Regions from separate parts of the Anas platyrhynchos genome. Here region 1 is linked to region 2. A link is a contact called in public Hi-C data. All regions are on one chromosome and are shown on one strand. The core of a region is the stretch at or near the end of the contact, and the rest is flanking DNA. Distances in the headings are between cores, read along the strand shown.

Region 1 (3,052 bases), core at 228-2,727, 400 kb before region 2:
GGATTTCCCCAGTGGCAACAGGTCACAGGATTTGGCCCCTCATACGGCCCTGTGGTGGAAATGGTTCTCCTTCACCACCACCAGGAACACGTCCATGGAGCAACGGTAGAAGCGGCACTGGGAAATTAAGAGTTGGTGTCTAGTGAAAAAAAAAAAAACAACAAACAGGGACAGCCACCGCAGGTAGAGGACAGACCTACCCAGCCACAGCAGCCAACCATACTCTCAAAAGCCATGTTCTGGGAGGGTCCATGCTGCCACAGACCTCCTACAGTCATGCTGTGTCTTGGGGTCTGTGGGCTGCCAAAACCCTTACTGCACAGCTACTTCTGCTCCATGCCCCCACTGCACAACCTCGACCCCTGCAGCAACCGGGGAAAGGCTTGGACAGGGGTGATGGCTTTTGCATCAGGGTGACAGGAGCAGGGAGGAGGAAGAGCACTGCTGCAGGGTGAGCACTCATCCCAGCTGCAGGTGCCAGCTGAAGAACACGCGCAGAGCCAGGGGAAGCACCTGAAGCCGATGTTTTGAAGGCGTCACTCTCCTTTCCTATTCCTTCCCTTTCACCACAGACAGTGTCACAGACAGATCTTCATTTCCTCAGCTGCCAGAAGTGCAGAAGGTAATTAGATACCAGTATGGCCTCAGAACATTGCTCAGAGTAGAGATTTAATCACAGTCCTCGTGGCTCATAAACACAACACTGAATTGGAGGCTAGAAAAGGCAGCTAACATCTCCCATCACCCCCATGACCCGTAGCAGGCAGGGAGGAGCAGAGGATTGCAGCTCAGTTCTCATCAGCCCAGGACGAAGGCTACGGAGGCTGGCTCCTGCTGCGAGAGGCATTGCCTATGACTGGTGCACTAAGCCCTGGCTTTGAGAGGTCAGAGCAGGGCTGTGCTTTATGAATTTGGTAAAATGTACCTTTCTGCCCATGTTAGAGCATCCAGCACTTGAATAACCGGAGCTCCTCAAAGGAAAAACCCTGACTTATTTCTTCCTTCTGCCCAAAACAAACATTGTGTCCTGCCGTGGATGCTCACATCAATAACCCCCAGCAGCAGTGTGTGTCATCTCTGGGAGACGCTGATGAATGCTGCTGAGCCTGGGAGCCCAGTTAGGGTTACAGAAAGGGGGCAAGGAGACCAGAGGGAGCGTGCACACTCAGCTGATGGAGCCTGCCTGACCCACGCACCCACCTAAGCTCACCGGTTGTAGATCCAAGTTTACCTTTCCTGGAAACTTGAAAAACTTATTCCTGAGAGAGGAAAAAAAAAGTATGAGAGCCCACAAAAGGCAAATAGGCAATGGGTACTGGCACTGCCTATGAGCTTGCAGAGTTGTACAGTCATTTGTGGGATGCAGGCTGTAGATTACAGCCATGTAAGGCCTGTCTCCCTCTCTTCCCCCACACTAGTCTGTGGAACAGAGCATGCAAAATAAAAAGAGAAATCTGAGACTCACACTGTGGCATGCTGAACAGTTTACATTCTTGTCTGCCATGATATCCTCCTCCCAGCCTAGTTCTTATCTGTTTGACCTCACATAACCAGTATCAGGAAAGCTGATATTTAGTACAGAGGAATTCTGTAGTTCAAATGCGATAACGCTGCAGAAGGGAAAAGAAATATGCTTGCAATACAGAACTTCTAGCTACATGGAGTCAAAAGCAGAAATGCAGATTGCTTGAGGATGGTGGGCACCTCTGGAGATTGTCTAGTCCAGCCCTCTGCTCATGCAGGACCACCTACAGCAGGTTGCTCAGAGCAACGTCCACCTACGTTTTGAGTATCTCTGAGGAGGGAGACTCCATGACCTCCCTGGGAGCCTCGTCCTTTCTTCTTCGAGGAAAGTCTTCCTGAGGTGTCTTAGATCTCACTGCACCGGAACACACATTAAAAACCTTCTTTTAAACCTCAGCCTTATGAGAGCGTGCCAGCAGCTTCCACACAGATTGATAATCTATCTCCTGATGCTAACAGTGGCCAAACACAGCTGGATGGGGGCCTCTCGTGCCACGCGAGGCAGGGCAGAAAACACTGCACTGTTGCAATGGAACTTGAGAACTTGTTATGACGAAATGAAACTTCAGGAGGATCAGGTCATGGTCATAAGTAGGAGTAGGACCATAAGGTATTTTTTTCCTTTTTCTTTTCTTTTAAAAAAAAGAAGTATCATTTGTTCCACTTCAATGTATCTGATGCAATAACCATGTCACAGTTTTCCTCTGTCACATCCTTCCCACATGACAGTGGAAACATCACTTCAAACCAGCATTCTGGATGTTCTCCTTTCCCCCACACTCCCACTCCAGCTCCACTTGCCATTAAGCTTTCTTAAAGTTTAGCACAGACTTATTCTTTCCATTGGCTGCAGAATTTCTGCAGTGTTCCTGTAGCTGCTCATGCAGATTCTAGACCAAATTAAGTAAGAGGATGGAAAAAAAAATAAATAAAACCACCACCAAAAAACCTTCCTGTGACACCTTGCTGCCTCTGGTGTAATACATTCAGGTCACTCTTCTGGGATTGTTTTTGCCACAAAAGACCTAACCCAGGTAGGGTCTCCCCTCCATCAGAGAGCAGCAGAAAACACAAGGTTATGCTAGAGCTGTGGAAAGAAACTTCTGAATGTGCAAGAAGACCTCACATGCTGCCCAGGGAGATGAACCGCTTCTTGGAACTTCACTAAGAAATGTGACCATGAGGAAAAATCAGGGATGAGTCTAGCATGACAGGGAATGGACAGGTAAAAGAGAACAGGGAGCCTCTCTTAATCCATGTACTCAGTAAAAATGCCATCCGGTCGCCAACTGATCACAACCCAGCTGTAGGCACAGATGGCTTTTGCATCCTTTCCTTGCAAAAGGAACAGGCAACCTCCCCTCCAGCACGACTCCGCTGGGGAGCAAACACTCTCCCCGTGATAACAACCAGATCCCTCACTTGCACAACAAGATCTGAGCATGGCAGGGTGGGGGGAGGTGAGCCTGTTTAAGAGGGAGGGGGAATTCCCTACATGAAGTGGAGATCTAAACCAAGATGGGGATGT
Region 2 (2,993 bases), core at 13-2,512:
ACCAGTGCCACTGAAGACCTGCAAGCCGTCTCCTGGCAGGAATTACACCACTCTTGAGCTCACTGACCCATTTCTCCTACGCTTACCCCAGGCCTTTCCTCACAATGCCACTGAAAAACCACGAATGTCACAGGAATGGCATTTCTCAGCTTCTAGAACGATCTGAGTTTTACGATGCTGCCAGTTTGAACAGGCTGTGCTAAAATCACTCGCCTCACTTGACACCTGCCTGGGCTTGGGCTGGGAGAGGAAGCAGTGAGAGCAGCCTGTGCCCGCCAACCACCCTTGGCCTCTTTGGGGCATTTTGCCACAGCACGGCTCAAACCTGCGTGTGCTGGGGCCCGGCAGAGGCAGGAGGAGCTGGAGGCCCTCTGGAGGAGGCAGCACAACTGGTGTTCCTGCCTGGACTAATTCCTGTGGGGGGGACGGAGGGCAAACACCCCTCACCTTCAGTTTCACTGTGTGCCTTTCAGAAGCCGCTTCCTCACCCACAACACGCAAAATCTGCCTGGCAGGCTGGCAACTGCAGCATGGAGGAGGGAGGGATCCTGCGTGCCTCTGGTGTCCCTCCTGGCAAAGCCAGCCTGAGCTATTCATCGCAATACACGAGCTGTGGACCTCTGCAAGGTTTCCCTTTGCCCTGGCTTGTCCAAGGGCATGAGCCCACCCGAACCATCCTCTGATGCCACCTGAACCCAGCCCCTGCATGGAAAAACGCCGGCCGTGCCACAGGATTAAGTGAAATATCATTCCCAGCTTAGCAGACAGATTTGTTATGTATACAATGAATTACCAGCTCTTTCAGTGCAGTAATTGTTCACACATTGTTTCCCTGCCTCTTTCACTATTTTTTTTGTGATTCATGCTGTTTGGTTGTCCAGTTGACATTTCCAAAATGAAGTTTTTAAGCCCCAGCCTTTCTCCCCTCTGCGCTCCCCTTTTTGTTTGCCTGGTTTATGGGCCTGAGAGAAGTGTTTCCAATCACGATAATATCTTCATGTTTTGTTGACAAAAGGTCAACCTAGGAATAAGTCAAACTGGTTTTAGGAAAAATATTTGCTTATTTAGTAAGGGGATGTGTGTTGGAGATCAAATTTATGAGGGTGAAATTGAGTCTGGTTATTTAAAGGACTCTGAAATAAGAGCTTCCCACCCACTCACCAGGGGAAGAACAAGAGCTATAAATTGCTTTAGGCTGGAGGGAATGTAGAAATAAACTCAGTTTCTGTGCAAAAGGTAATAGGATCCAAAGCAAGAACTAAAAACAGAGCTCAACTGACAACAGCCCGTTCACTCCCTCACACGCAGCCCTCATTCCACACTATCGCTCCTTACAGAATAAAGGTCATAACTCTCCTCAATAGTTGAGCATCCACTTCCACAACAACCATCCTCACCCACTGGCCAGACACTTACTTGGACTTACATGCGAAAGATACAGAGGTTTGGTCCTGGAAATCTGTTTTGTAGCGTGCTTTTTTTTTTTTTTTTTTTTTTTTTTTTTGTGTTTGACTTCAAATTATAGTTCTAAATCAGATATTGGGAACACTTCCATGAGCTTTGGGCATGCCAAGAACCCTACCGAGTGCCGGAGGAACCACCTCTTCATTGAACTTTGCACAAGCAGCACCGCTGAACGAATACGTCTGGAGGATCGTGGTAAAAGGACTTTTCTCTTTTCATTGAAAAGACAAGCAAATAGCGCAACAGGTTAAGTCTCAAAGAACATGAGTTTGAAGAGAGGAGGTACTATATACATAATTATTTTGAAATATGTATATTTATATGCACATGTATACTTATATGCACATATACATGTATGTGTTTGAATAATTGAAGCTGAAAAAGCCCTCCGGGGGTGATCTAGTTTAGCACCCAGAAAACCAAGCCAAGTTAGGTGGCATTGCTCAGGCCCTTGTCCAGCCAAGTGTTGAGCCCCTCCAGGTGTGGAGACCCTACACCCCTCTGGGCACCTGCTCACCCTCATGGGGAAGACTTTTTCTTAATATCTAACAGGAATTTCCCTTCCTGCAGTTGTGACTGCTGCCTCTTCTCCTAGCACATATAGATACATGCATATACACATGCACACAGGTATGATTTCTTATGCTCCTTCTTCTTCTATGCATCCAACAGACAGCAAGCTAAGCAAAGCCTTGGTCTGGCCCAGTGCAGCTATTCCTCTTCCTAGTAAGCTCCAAGCAGCTGCGGAAAGTCTGTCATTTTCCTCCTCCTCCCCCGGCTTTTGCACAGCTTCAATTCCTTTGTATTATTTAGACACGTGCCTCCCTCATGGCTTGGGACATGACTTTTCTTTCCTCCTTAAACATGAAAAAAAAAAACCTGCTGGTCAGGTCTTATTGATGCTGGATACTTGCTAAAAAACACAGCAACATTAAACAAGTCTCTGCACATGGTATGGAGACAAATTGCTCTTATGGAGTTTAACGGGTTTGGGCTAACCCTACAGCCATTACAGATTTCAGCAGGACACAGATAGAGGGGAGGGAGACAGAGCAAGGAAATCTGATTTGCTGTAAATGTTGTATTGTTTTTAGACAAGATAACGATATTGGCTATAGATACCTGCATCTCTCTCTCTCTCCATAGCCACCACAGAAGTTTTTCCATAGTCATTTCAAGCGTAGTTTGTATTCTGCCTTTTCCTGCAGAAGAGATCCAGTCATCCTTTCGACTCTGCCTCCTGCCCCGAACACTACCCACATCTTCAGGGGGATAAGATGCTTGATGGCACCTTTCAATCCAGGCCAACAAAGCTCTTCACAAATGTGGCAAAGGCCTAGACCCCATGCCAGCATCCCTCAGAAAGACCAAGGTTTCACTCTCTGGGTGCATCTGCATTTCTGTGAAGCTGACCACATTTTACTGCTGGGCAAATTAGGCAAAGAGAAGAAGATGCTGTAGGAAAGTCAGATGCTGCTAATAAGCCAGGAGTTGATTCTGCCTGGGCCTGAGCCTAAACCTTTTAATAC

The links. A called contact is a pair of places that touch in the nucleus more often than the background predicts.
Region 1: a Hi-C map of liver shows a contact between it and region 2, with 2.9 times the contacts expected there. The contact joins two enhancer-like sites. A contact is called at or near these places in 3 of 8 Hi-C or Micro-C datasets (liver, skeletal muscle and subcutaneous adipose tissue).

Annotation. Positions count from the first base shown.
Region 1 is chr3:38,520,181-38,523,232 of IASCAAS_PekinDuck_T2T, reverse strand. No RefSeq gene overlaps it. Among named protein-coding and RNA genes, the nearest start is that of PLB1, 11 kb to the left of the region's middle. Within about 2 kb of position 1,477, at least 5 of the 8 cell types and tissues checked have an H3K27ac peak or open chromatin away from gene starts, as enhancers often do.
Region 2 is chr3:38,121,565-38,124,557 of IASCAAS_PekinDuck_T2T, reverse strand. No RefSeq gene overlaps it. Among named protein-coding and RNA genes, the nearest start is that of SLC4A1AP, 23 kb to the right of the region's middle. Within about 2 kb of position 1,262, at least 3 of the 8 cell types and tissues checked have an H3K27ac peak or open chromatin away from gene starts, as enhancers often do.